Linked DNA regions of Bos taurus: region 1 is linked to region 2. A link is a contact called in public Hi-C data. All regions are on one chromosome and are shown on one strand. Each heading gives the region's core, a stretch centred on a gene start, on an enhancer-like site or on the middle of the called end of the contact. The rest is flanking DNA. Distances are from core to core; before and after follow the strand shown. Region 1 has its middle 45 kb from the start of MCTP2. Region 2 overlaps MCTP2 (multiple C2 and transmembrane domain containing 2).

Region 1 (5,608 bases), core at 2,382-4,881, 130 kb after region 2:
TATAGTCCATAACCATTGCATATAGCATAAGAATTTTGAGTGTGAAATTCTTCCTAATCTACTTTGAATCCGTTCAGTTCAGTCGCTCAGTCATGTCCGACTCTGCGACCCCATGAACCACAGCACGCCAGGCCTCCCTGTCCATCACCAACTCTCGGAGTCCACCCAAACCCATGTCCATTGAGTTGGTGATGCCATCCAACAATCTCATCCTCTGTCGTACCCTTCTCCTCCCGCCTTCAATCTTTCCCAGCATCAGGGTCTTTTCCAATGAGTCAGTTCTTTGCATCAGGTGGCCAGAGTATTAGAGTTTCAGCTTCAGCATCAGTCATTCCAATGAATACCCAGGACTGATCTCGCTTAGGATGGACTGGTTGGATCTCCTTGCAGCCCAAGGGACTCTCAAGAGTCTTCCCCAACACCACAGTTCAAAAGCATCAATTCTTCAGCACTCAGCTTTCTTTACAGTCCAACTCTCACATCCACACATGACCACTGAAAAAACCATAGCCTTGGCTAGACAGACCTTTGTCGGCAAAGTAACGTCTCTGCTTTTGAATATGCTGTCTAGGTTGGTCATAACTTTCCTTCCAAGGAGTAAGTGTCTTTTAATTTCATGGCTGCAGTCACCATCTTCCGTGATTTTGGAGCCCCCAAAAATAAAGTCAGCCACGGTTTCCACTGTTTCCCCATCTATTTGCCATGAAGTGATGGAACTGGATGCCATGATCTTAGTTTTCTGAATATTGACCTTTAAGCCAACTTTTTCACTCTCCTCTTTCACTTTCATCAAGAGACTACTCTGAATAGAAAACAGTTTAATCAGAGCAAAGCAAATATGATTCACTATCTACCTAGGTAAAACCAAGGTTTGGTTTAAGGCTATGGAGTTATCTCTATTTGTTATTAAACATGCTTTTGTTAAAAGCATTTATTTTGATAATAAATAGTTGGGACCACTTGTGTAGAATTTGAGTGGGGATTTAAATTACTTACTGGGAATACAGCCATCTTTTTTTATAATTTTATGTTACGTAAGCCTTCCTGAAGAAATCAGGAATAGGCTGGCTTATAATTAAAATCTTACAGTGTGATTCTTTACTGTCTGAGCCACCAGGGAAGCCCCATGGTAAAGGATATCATTTTATAATTATACAGTGGGGCTTATTTAATATCATGTAATCTCTTCTCTGTTCTTATCCAAAGCATAACTGAAGTATTTTGTTTTTTTTTTTTAAAGAGAGTGAAAAAGTTAGTGAAAGACAGTTGAAGGACTGTTGTAACTCTACACATGCAGGACTCCTAGGCACTAAAATACTTACTTGTGACATTTTGAGTCACTCCAGATACCAAAGTGTGGCAGAAAGTAGCAAAGACATGGAGCAGTGAGCTGTGGCATAGGTAAGCCATTAATATTCGGTAAGGAATCCGCCTGCAATGCAGGAGACCCCGATTGGATTCCTGGGTCGGGTAGATGCACTGGAGAAGGGCTAGGCTACTCACTCCAGTATTCTTGGGCTTCCCTGGTGGCTCAGCTGGTAAGGAATCTGCCTGCAATGCAAAAGGCCTGGGTTCAATCCCTGGGTTGGGAAGATCCTCTAAAGAAGGGAATGGCAACCCTCTCCAGTATTCTGGCCTGGAGAACTCCATGGACTATCTGGGGTCACCAAGAGTCGGACACAATTGAGTGACTTTCACATACACACATCACAGACCTGTTGCAGAGAAAATGCCTGGAGTCATTACCCAGAATTTCCTTCCTCATTTTATCATGTAAATATTTCAACTAACTTCCTTATTTTTGTCTCTTTCCATCAAGATTGCATATACATTTGTAATGTTGACTGAAAAAAAAAAGTACAATCTAAAAGTTTGACAATTATGTTTTATTTGTTTTATTCCTCAGACAAAACTGAGGACTTAAGTCTGGGACATTCTGAAGAGGTAATTGTTGAGCCAGGATATATATAACAATTTTTGCAGCAAAAATCAGGTAGTCAGAACATCTTAACATGTTAATCGTAGAAAATTAGTCATCTCAAGTTAGTGAACTTAGTGCTTTCCTACACATGGGAAGATACGATAGTTTGGGCTCACTGAAATCGTTCCTTTGATAGCACCTCAACTATCTGGGAGAAGGCGATGACACCCCAATCCAGTACTCTTGCCTGGAAAATCCCATGGACGGAGGAGCCTGGTAGGCTGCAGTCCATGGGGTCGCGAAGAGTCGGACACGACTGAGCGACTTCACTTTGACTTTTCACTTTCCTGCATTGGAGAAGGAAATGGCAACCCACTCCAGTGTTCTTGCCTGGAGAATCCCAGGGATGGGGGAGCCTGGTGGGCTGCCGTCTCTGGGGTCACACGGTGTCGGACACGACTGAGGTGACTTAGCAGCAGCAGCAGCAGCAGCAACTATCTGGGGCCAGTATCCTGTGTTTTTCCCATCATGAGTCTCCCTGGAGTGTACCCTTGGGGGTGGTACCACGGCTGATGGCGTGACAGCAGACATCCTGTTTCTGCCCTGAGTTCCTTCAGGGCTCACCATCAGGCCACTTCAATGCGATAGCTTGAGGGCTGCAACATCTTTTGTGTACTGATATGGCAGGGAACATTTTTTTTTTTCCACTCACAGTCATTATTTTGCGGTTTTCAATACATCAGAATCGAATTGCTACAAAACCAAAATGAAAGGAATAGATATTAGCCAGGGGCCTTGGGGAGTGGAGCGTGATTAAAAAGGAGAGATTTTATTGACTTGGTCTGGAGAGCAGAATACTTTCAGTTGTACAAGGGTGAGTTGGCTTTAAGTTAGGCAGAGGCCTTTTGCCTTTGTGTGCTTTGTTCTGCTTTGGCTTTCGAACTGCAGGTCTGGAAGGTGGTAAGGTGACGGACGTGCGGGGGATGTGTTTCTCTTCTCTTGGCTACTACTGGCTGTAAGAGCCTTACAATTTGAGGGGATTTTTCACCCTGGGTGTCCTGGTAGGACACTGAGTATGCCTCAGCTCTGACTGCCGAAGCAGGAGAGTCAAGTACGTTTACATTCCCGGCAATGAGGGAGTGAGGTGATGGAGGTTTAGCCATGAGATACGTGCCACCAGGCTTTTGAGTCATGGGACAAGAGTTGCGGGTTTCACAGTTTTGAGTTGTTGGTAAGTGTGGAAGGATGACACCTGTGCTGTTACTGTGAGTGTCCAGTGGCAGCCACACCAGCAGTGGTGGTCTAACCTAAGTTCATTCTGTGGTGTGAAACCAATCTCCCTTGGCTCAGCCCTTTTCTGAGCCTAGCTGTCTGATCTTCCTGTGAATTTTGATAGTTGCCCCCAGTTCTTCCAAATGCACTGCTGTTTGCGTGTTAGCTAATTTTTAGTAATATGTTTGGCTCATAAATTCTCCTTTAACATTTATCCTCACATCTTTCTTTCCTAATGTTGTTGTTGTTACTGTTTAGCTGCTAAGTCCTGTTTAGCTGCTAAGTCGTCTCTGACGCTTTTTCGACCCCATGGACTGTGGCCCTCCAGGCTCCTCTGTCCATGGGATTTCCCAGGCAAGAACAGTGGAGTAGGTTGCCGTTTTCACAAAGAGTCAGACGCGATGAAGCAACTAAGCCTTTCACTTTCATTTTTCTGCCTCTTTGGCCTTGTTCCTCTGTCCTCACCACTTCCTCATCCTTCCTGTTTACATCCATCTCAGGGCCTATTCTTCAGTCTTCACAAACTTCCTTATTTATTGACTTGTATATCATCTAAAGGACCTGTTGCAAATGTAATGACTTAGGCTAACTGCAGCCACACTCCAAGGCTCAGCCCAAGCCTGGCCGTTCCTCATTCTGTCTCAGCTCCATCTGAAACCATTCTGTCTCATCAGGATGTCTTTATCTCTGGATCCAAGCTCTCATTTGTGTATTTCAACATAGGTTCCATCCTTTCTACAAATATTCACGGTATCATTGTTACTCTAATCCATTTGTACTGAAGTCTCAGAAGCACCTCTGGTGCATTCCTAAAGCCCACCAGTCTTCACCTTCAACATTGCTCCTCTCTCTTCCTTTTCATCTCTCTATCACTTCTTCTTTGTCTTCATTTGACATTAGGATAATTTCTAAAATAATTATATCTTTTTTCCTGATGAACTTTGCTCTAATTTTTCTTCCTCAAGGCAATAAAGATTCATGATCAAAAATATAATGACCATGATAGGAATATTTAATAATTAGGTACTCATTTACCTTAAGATAAACTCTATCCTTGTTCAAATTATCATCCAGCATGAATTACTTTGTGGGAAGCTTATTCCAGCATGAATTACTTTGTGGGAAGCTTATTACTAAGCACTAAGTGTGAATAGACTATCTCATCGATACTATTGGGCATTGTAGAGGGATTTTTGGGAAGATAAGGAGGCCAACATTTTGTATTATAGAGGACTTTGTTTTATTCCAAGTCAACGGATAAAATAGTCCCCCACAGCTATGAAACTGGGTTTTAGAACTGGAAAGGACCTTAAAGGTTATTTAGATCAGTTTCCTCAATAAGTAAGAAAAATGAAACCAAAAAAAAAAGGTAAAGTCATTTGTCAAAAACAGAGCTAATATTTAACTCCCCACCACTTGCCTCCCATTGCTTTATTTTTATTGCTAAAATTGTGGTTAAAAAACACAACATAAAATGAACCATGTTATCTATTTTTTCTCTGCTTCACTTTTTAAAATGTTTGTTTTTATTGTTTATTTTTAATTGAATGAAAGATGCTTTAAATTCTATAGTAACTTACAATTTTTAAAAGTTTCAACATAATTTATACAATCCCATAATAACCTTTCTTTTTCCGCTTCCCCCTGTTTTTTCCCTGCCCCCTTCCCTCTCCCCACAGGTAACCACCAGTTTGTTCTCTATGTGAGTCTGCGTTTTTGTTTTATTCACTAGCTGGTTGTATATTTTAGATCCCACATACAAGTGATATCTGCTTGATACCCTCATATCTGTCTTTCTCCACCTGACTTATTTCACTTAGTATAATGTCTTTCAAATCTATCCATGTTGCTGAAAATGCAAAATGTCATTCTTTTTCCATTCAGTCTGAGTAGTATTTCATTGTGTGTGTGTGTGTGTGTGTGTGTATATACACACATACATATGCATATATAGATCACATTATTTTCCACCTATTCATCTGTTGATGGACACTTAGGTTGATTCTGTACCTTGGGAATTGTAAATGCTGCTATAAACATGGAAGTACATGTATCTTTTCAAATTAGTGGTTTTTGTTTCTTTCAGGTATCTACCCAGGAGTGGACTTCTTGGATCAAAGAGTAGTTCTGGTTTTTAATTTTTTGAGAAACCTCCATACTGTCTTCCACCTGGACTGTCCCAATTCCCATTCTCATCAACAGTGTATAAGGATTCCCTTTCCTCCACCTCCTACCAACATTTGTTATTTGTGTTCTTTTTGATGATAGCCATTCTGACTGGTGTGAGGTGGTATCTTGTGGTTTTGATTTGCACTTCACTGATGACAAGTGTTATTGAACACCTTTTCGCATGCCTGTTGTCCATCTGCATTTCCTCTTTGGGAAAATGTTATTTAATTCTGCCCATTTTTTCAG
Region 2 (5,416 bases), core at 1,317-3,816:
AGGAAGTAAGAGTAAGCCGGAAAGGCAATCAGTGCAGCTGTCTGAGGTCTCTGGTCAAGCCTCCTAGATCTCTGTGTATATCAGCTCTCAGTGTTTCAGAAACCCACGCTGACAAAGCATATTGCAGCTACTGATGCCTTAACATTCTTTTTTTTATTCATAAAAATACTTGAAATGTCCCCAGCTCACAATACTGTTTAAGCATAATTTTAAGTCTAATGAAATGGACACCAGCCTTTACAGAAAAGGGACAACACTGCTGAAGTTCAGTATAACAACATTTACAGTAGGGGTGGTCTCACTGAATCCTCCAAAAGCTGTGAAATAAACACCATTTATGTTGCCATTGTAAGGATGAGGACGGTGAGTGAGTTGCTAGACCCAAGCCTTAGTGCCAGACCCATTTCACTCTAACTTATTTTTTTAGTCACTCGGATGTGTCCGACTCTTTGTGACCCCATGGACAAACCCAGCCAGGCTCCTCTGTCCATGGACTTCTCCAGGCAAGAATACTGGAGTGGGTCACCATTCCCTTCTCCAGGTAGCCATTCCCTTCCCAAACCAGGGATTGAACCCAGGTATCCTGCATTGCAGGCAGATTCTTTGTCATCTGAGTCACCAGAGAAGCCCCTACTTAAGTGCAGCCATACTTAATCCCCAAGCATAACTTCTGAAATTCTGACACTCCTCCCATCAAGGCCCCACCCCATCACCTGGTCAACCACTTTAACCAATGCAGGGAGGTGAAAGTAACACTGTGTTCCTTGCAAGACTGCGCTGTAACAAGTCACACGGCAGCCACCCTGTGCGCTGGACCTTCACGTCTAGAGCCCCGTGCTGTGACATAAGAAGGGTGAAGATTTTGAGAGCATCGGGCTGTGAGGAAGCCAGGCCTCGTGTGTGACAGCCCTTCTCTTCCAAGCATACACCTCAGGCCCCCAACACGCATGTGAACAGGTGTTTTAGTCCTTGGACAATGAAGTCCCTGCAGTCAAGTCACGCCCTAAATCTCAAGTTTTCCAGGTGAGACCCCAGACCATGTGCAGCAAAGCCAAGCCATCCCTGTGGTGCTTCGTGCAAATCCATTCACCAGTCCTGGGCTGCTGAGATTGCAGGTAATTTGTTACATGCTGACAGTCTCTGGAATAACACCCCTCGCCATTGGCCATCATGTTCCCCACCTCACATGCAGCATGCTGGAAAAACCCAAGTTGTAATGGCATGATGGAATTAGCTGCCCAGCGCTATAGCCGACATCCAAATTAAACCACAAGGAAAATCACAGACACGTGGAGAGACACCCTCTGTGGACTTCAGCCTCTGTGCAAACCATGCACACACCCTTGAGCAGAACTCACCATAGCAACATCAGAACCCAACAAAGGAAGTAACAAGAACTACTCAAAACATAGCATGCCGTGTTGCACATATTACATCAGTATGGGAATGAAAAAGACCCAACCAGTCCTTACAGAGAAATCCCATTCAACCAAACGGAAGGCATCAGATATTCAAGTCAATGGTTTTGGATGGGGAGGTGGAAAGGCTGTTTGTTACAAGCAGTGGACACAGGAAGCAGGCCTGTCTTACTCCAGGATCCTTCACAGAAATGGAGATGGGGTCCCACCGAAGGGACAGGTAACTAACCATCCAAAGCAGGGGAGGATGGCTACCTTCTGATCAACCAATGAGAATACAGTTGTTGTTTTGTTGCTAAGTCATGTCCTACTCTTTGTGACTCCATGGGCTGTAGCCCGCAAGGCTCCTCTGTCCATGGGATTTCCTAGGTAAGAAGAGTGGAGTGGGTTGTCTTTTCCTTCGGCAGGGAACCCTCCCGACCCAGGGATCAAACCCACATCTCCTGAATTGGTTAAGTGGATTCTTCACCACCGAGCCACCTGGGAAGCCCGGGAAGATACAGCGTCAGCAAGAAAAACCTCCAGAGAAGAGCTTAGTTGTGAGAATCCCTTAAGGGCTATGGGCGGGGAGGGCTTCCAGGTGGTCTGGTGGTAAAAAAAAACCCACCTGCCAATGCAGGAGACATGAGAGACACGGGTTCAATCCCTGGGTCAGGAAGACCCCCTGGAGGAGAGCACAGCAACCCACTGCAGTCTTCTTGCCTGGAGAATCCCACGGACAGAGGAGCCTGGCAGGCTACAGTCCACAGGGTTGCAAAGAGTCAGACACGACTGAGCTACTAACACACACTAACAGCTGTGGGGACAAAGACGGCCAACCGATGCCAGCCTGTATCTTAGTGGAAAGGGGGGAAAGCGAAGTCCATCCTGGTGAGATCAGGGCAGGCTACCAAAACCCACCAAGTGGAGGAAATGTAACTGCTATCTGGATTTCAGGATGGGCGCTTGCATCATTCTAGTTTCAAGTTTGCTGCTGAATGTGCCTCTTTTTGAAGAAGCTGGCCAGATGTGTCTTGGTTCCTCCCACTCAAATATACCAATGAGGGCTTGCCACCTGGTGTTCAGGGGAGGGACTCCAACGCGAAGCAAAGCCCTAACTTTTGCAAAATAAAAAACTCGCTGTGACCTTTCGATACAGTACGACTGCGACGTGGCGCTGGCACTGGAACAAGACCACACACCCACAGGAACCAAAGAGAAGTCCAAGAAGCAGACCCTCATGTGGCCTGCATCTTAAGACCCGATCAAAAGGTGGCCACCAAACCATTAGGGAAAGGAAAATTTAGTTCTAGTTAACTAAACAGCCATTTGGAAAGAAGTAAAACTAAGTTCTGACTCTAGGCCAGAAATCAAAATAAACCTGATACAAAGAGATAAGTGGAAAAACGGAAAAACCAGACAGAAAAGAGACTAAATATAGGTAATTGCATATTTCTCCCAAGAGAGAAAAAGCCTTTCAAGGTACGAAAACCAAGGATGAAACTCAACAGAATAAAATTGTAAGACTGGAAAAGATGTTTGCAACAAAAACTTCGTAAACAAAATTAAAAGGCAAGTGACAAGTTAGAAAAATATCTGTGAACATATCCAAAAACCACACGAATTAGTCACAGAGATGGGTGGAATTGGTTGTGTACAAAAGAGAAGCAAATCTCTCTTAAACAGATACATCTCAGGGACCAAATTTCTTCACACAAACAAACAGAACCAAGACGATACTTCTCTCTCAAAACTAACAGAGGTAATCTACACAGTGTAGGTGAGAAATGGGAAGTGCATAAATTGCATGCCCCTGGTGGGTGAGCCAAACAGGAGAGTTTCTCAAGAGCAAACTGGCAATTCTGTACAGAGAACCTCGAAATGTTCAGATCATGTGACCGAAACTATCCACTTTGCTGCAATAAATGACCTGCAAAGATACGGTCTGACACACAGCAACGTGTACGGTAGCATTATTTCTTAAACTCTGGAATGACAGCCTAATCGGGAATAGTAACTAAACAAAGAAGGGTATACTATTAAGTGTTTAATTTCTTTTCAAAGTAAAAAATTTATATAATACAGAAAAACATATGGGAGAAAACAACAGCAAATAATCAAGTTATTTGAAGCCAGATCCTATTTTACTTTAGAACTCAATGTTTTTTTTGTTTTTTTTTTTTTTAAATCAGGTCAGTGGAGAAGATTCAGTGAAACATTCCAACACCAAGGTTTTCCATGTTGGTTGCTATGAAACTTGAAGGATATTTTCTGAGTCACATTTAAGATGAAGAAAATAAAACCATCAATCCACAAGGGAGTTCTGACTCAAATACTGCACCACTAGAAACTAGTATTCTTTCATCCCTCTTTCACATCAGCAAGAAAGCAGGAACTGGTCTTGGAAAACACCCTGAACCATCCATCTGCCCTATTGGCAGCAGGCAGGGCATCGAGGGGTACAAATCTAAAGAGAAAAGCAAAAGGTATGCAAAAAGAGGGTCAAATTATTGAGAAATTGGGAAGAAATGCCATAATAACATTGGCAGCAATGCCACAAGTCACTGCCTTTCTCAGAGGGAAACAGAAATTAAACCCAAAGAGAAATAACTAGAACCAGACACAGCAACCGTCATAGCTCATGGTCCCGCACATGGGTTACGTCAGCCCCCCTCGGCCACTGTGCACAGCTGCGTCAGCCCCATCGCACACCCCCACACGCCCACCCACCAAGTTCAGCCCCACAGTCACGGCTGGACGGTGTCTGAGCTGGTTTCCAAACTCAGATGGTCGGTGCCCAGAGTCCATGACTCTGAACTGCTTTCCGGTGCCCCCAACACTTTCCATCCTAGTACAAGAAGGTCACTTTTGAAGGACACCACTGGGTATAGAGAAGAGACTGCTGAGGAGCTGGTCCAAGCCAACAGAGCTGCCCAGAGGCAGAGGGATGAAGCCTCAGGGTACCCCATTCACAGCACGCCTGCTGGGATGCTCCTCGGTACATGACACAGAGTTCTAGAAGCACCCCATCTATTCCCTAATCACATCTGCGATGAGGAGCATGTTTCTCTTCAGGTCAAATACAAGAGCATCCTTTCCTTTTTAAAGAAGAAACGCAGAATCATAAAAATAAAAATCAGCCTACAGATTCATCGGAAAGACTGATACTGAAGCTGAAGCTTCAATACTTTGGCCACCAGATGGGAAAAGCCGACTCATTGGAAAAGACCCTGATGCTGGGAAAGACTGAGGATAGGAGGAAAGGGGGACAACAGAGGATGAGATGGTTGGATGGCATCACCAACTGAATGGACCTGAGTTTGAGCAAACTCTGGGAGATAGTGAAAGACAGGGAAGGCTGGTATGCTACAGTCCATGTGGTTGCAAAGAGTTATACAACTTAGCAACTGAATGACCACAACTGATAAACTGCAAGAGATAAACAGAATTCAAATCAGAGGTAACCAAATGACTTGTCACCAAATCACAGGTGACATTTGAACATTTTAAGCAGTTTAGTAATTTATTGAACCCCTTTTGCAAGGCCAACTTTTCACACTAGTGGGAGATCTTCCAACGCTCTCTTCCTTACAAAAGTACTTGATCCTGCTCTAAAAAACAAACAAAATAGAACTGGCCTCGTCTACCTAACCTGCATATAACCATTTCCTGGATGAATGAATGAGTCATGAATTTTCACTGCCTGAAACTCACAGCAAGAAGATGACCATGAGCCTTCAGCCCTACAGCTGTGTACCTCCCAGTGATGCTATGAGCCCTGAGCCGCAATGGCCTTTTCCTTCCCTTTTGCAATACTGCAAAATAGCCACCAGAGGGCATCAACAACCTAATATGCCGCTGCTGCTGCTGCTGTTGCTGCTGCTGGTTCACGGCAAGGATACTATGTAACTGCTTTCACATCCATGGAAAGTAAAAGGATTTCACTCCACAGGCTGTTATTTTCAGGAATTAATGCTCCAGGATGTAAACATGGAGGGGAGCATTTTTCCAAAGAGGCC

Evidence for each region. A called contact is a pair of places that touch in the nucleus more often than the background predicts.
Region 1: a Hi-C map of blood shows a contact between it and region 2, with 3 times the contacts expected there. The contact joins two enhancer-like sites. A contact is called at or near these places in 3 of 11 Hi-C or Micro-C datasets (blood, liver and an unstated tissue).

What each region holds. Positions count from the first base shown.
Region 1 is chr21:12,897,545-12,903,152 of ARS-UCD2.0, forward strand. No RefSeq gene overlaps it. Among named protein-coding and RNA genes, the nearest start is that of MCTP2, 45 kb to the left of the region's middle. Within about 2 kb of position 3,632, at least 10 of the 102 cell types and tissues checked have an H3K27ac peak or open chromatin away from gene starts, as enhancers often do. A contact at or near this core is called in blood, where this site is marked.
Region 2 is chr21:12,763,790-12,769,205 of ARS-UCD2.0, forward strand. All of the region lies in intron 6 of MCTP2 (multiple C2 and transmembrane domain containing 2), which reads right to left. It overlaps LOC132343329 (a long non-coding RNA gene), which reads left to right. Exons shown (of 2, transcript XR_009492091.1): 2 at 3,590-5,416. Among named protein-coding and RNA genes, the nearest start is that of MCTP2, 89 kb to the right of the region's middle. Within about 2 kb of position 2,567, at least 5 of the 102 cell types and tissues checked have an H3K27ac peak or open chromatin away from gene starts, as enhancers often do. A contact at or near this core is called in blood, where this site is marked.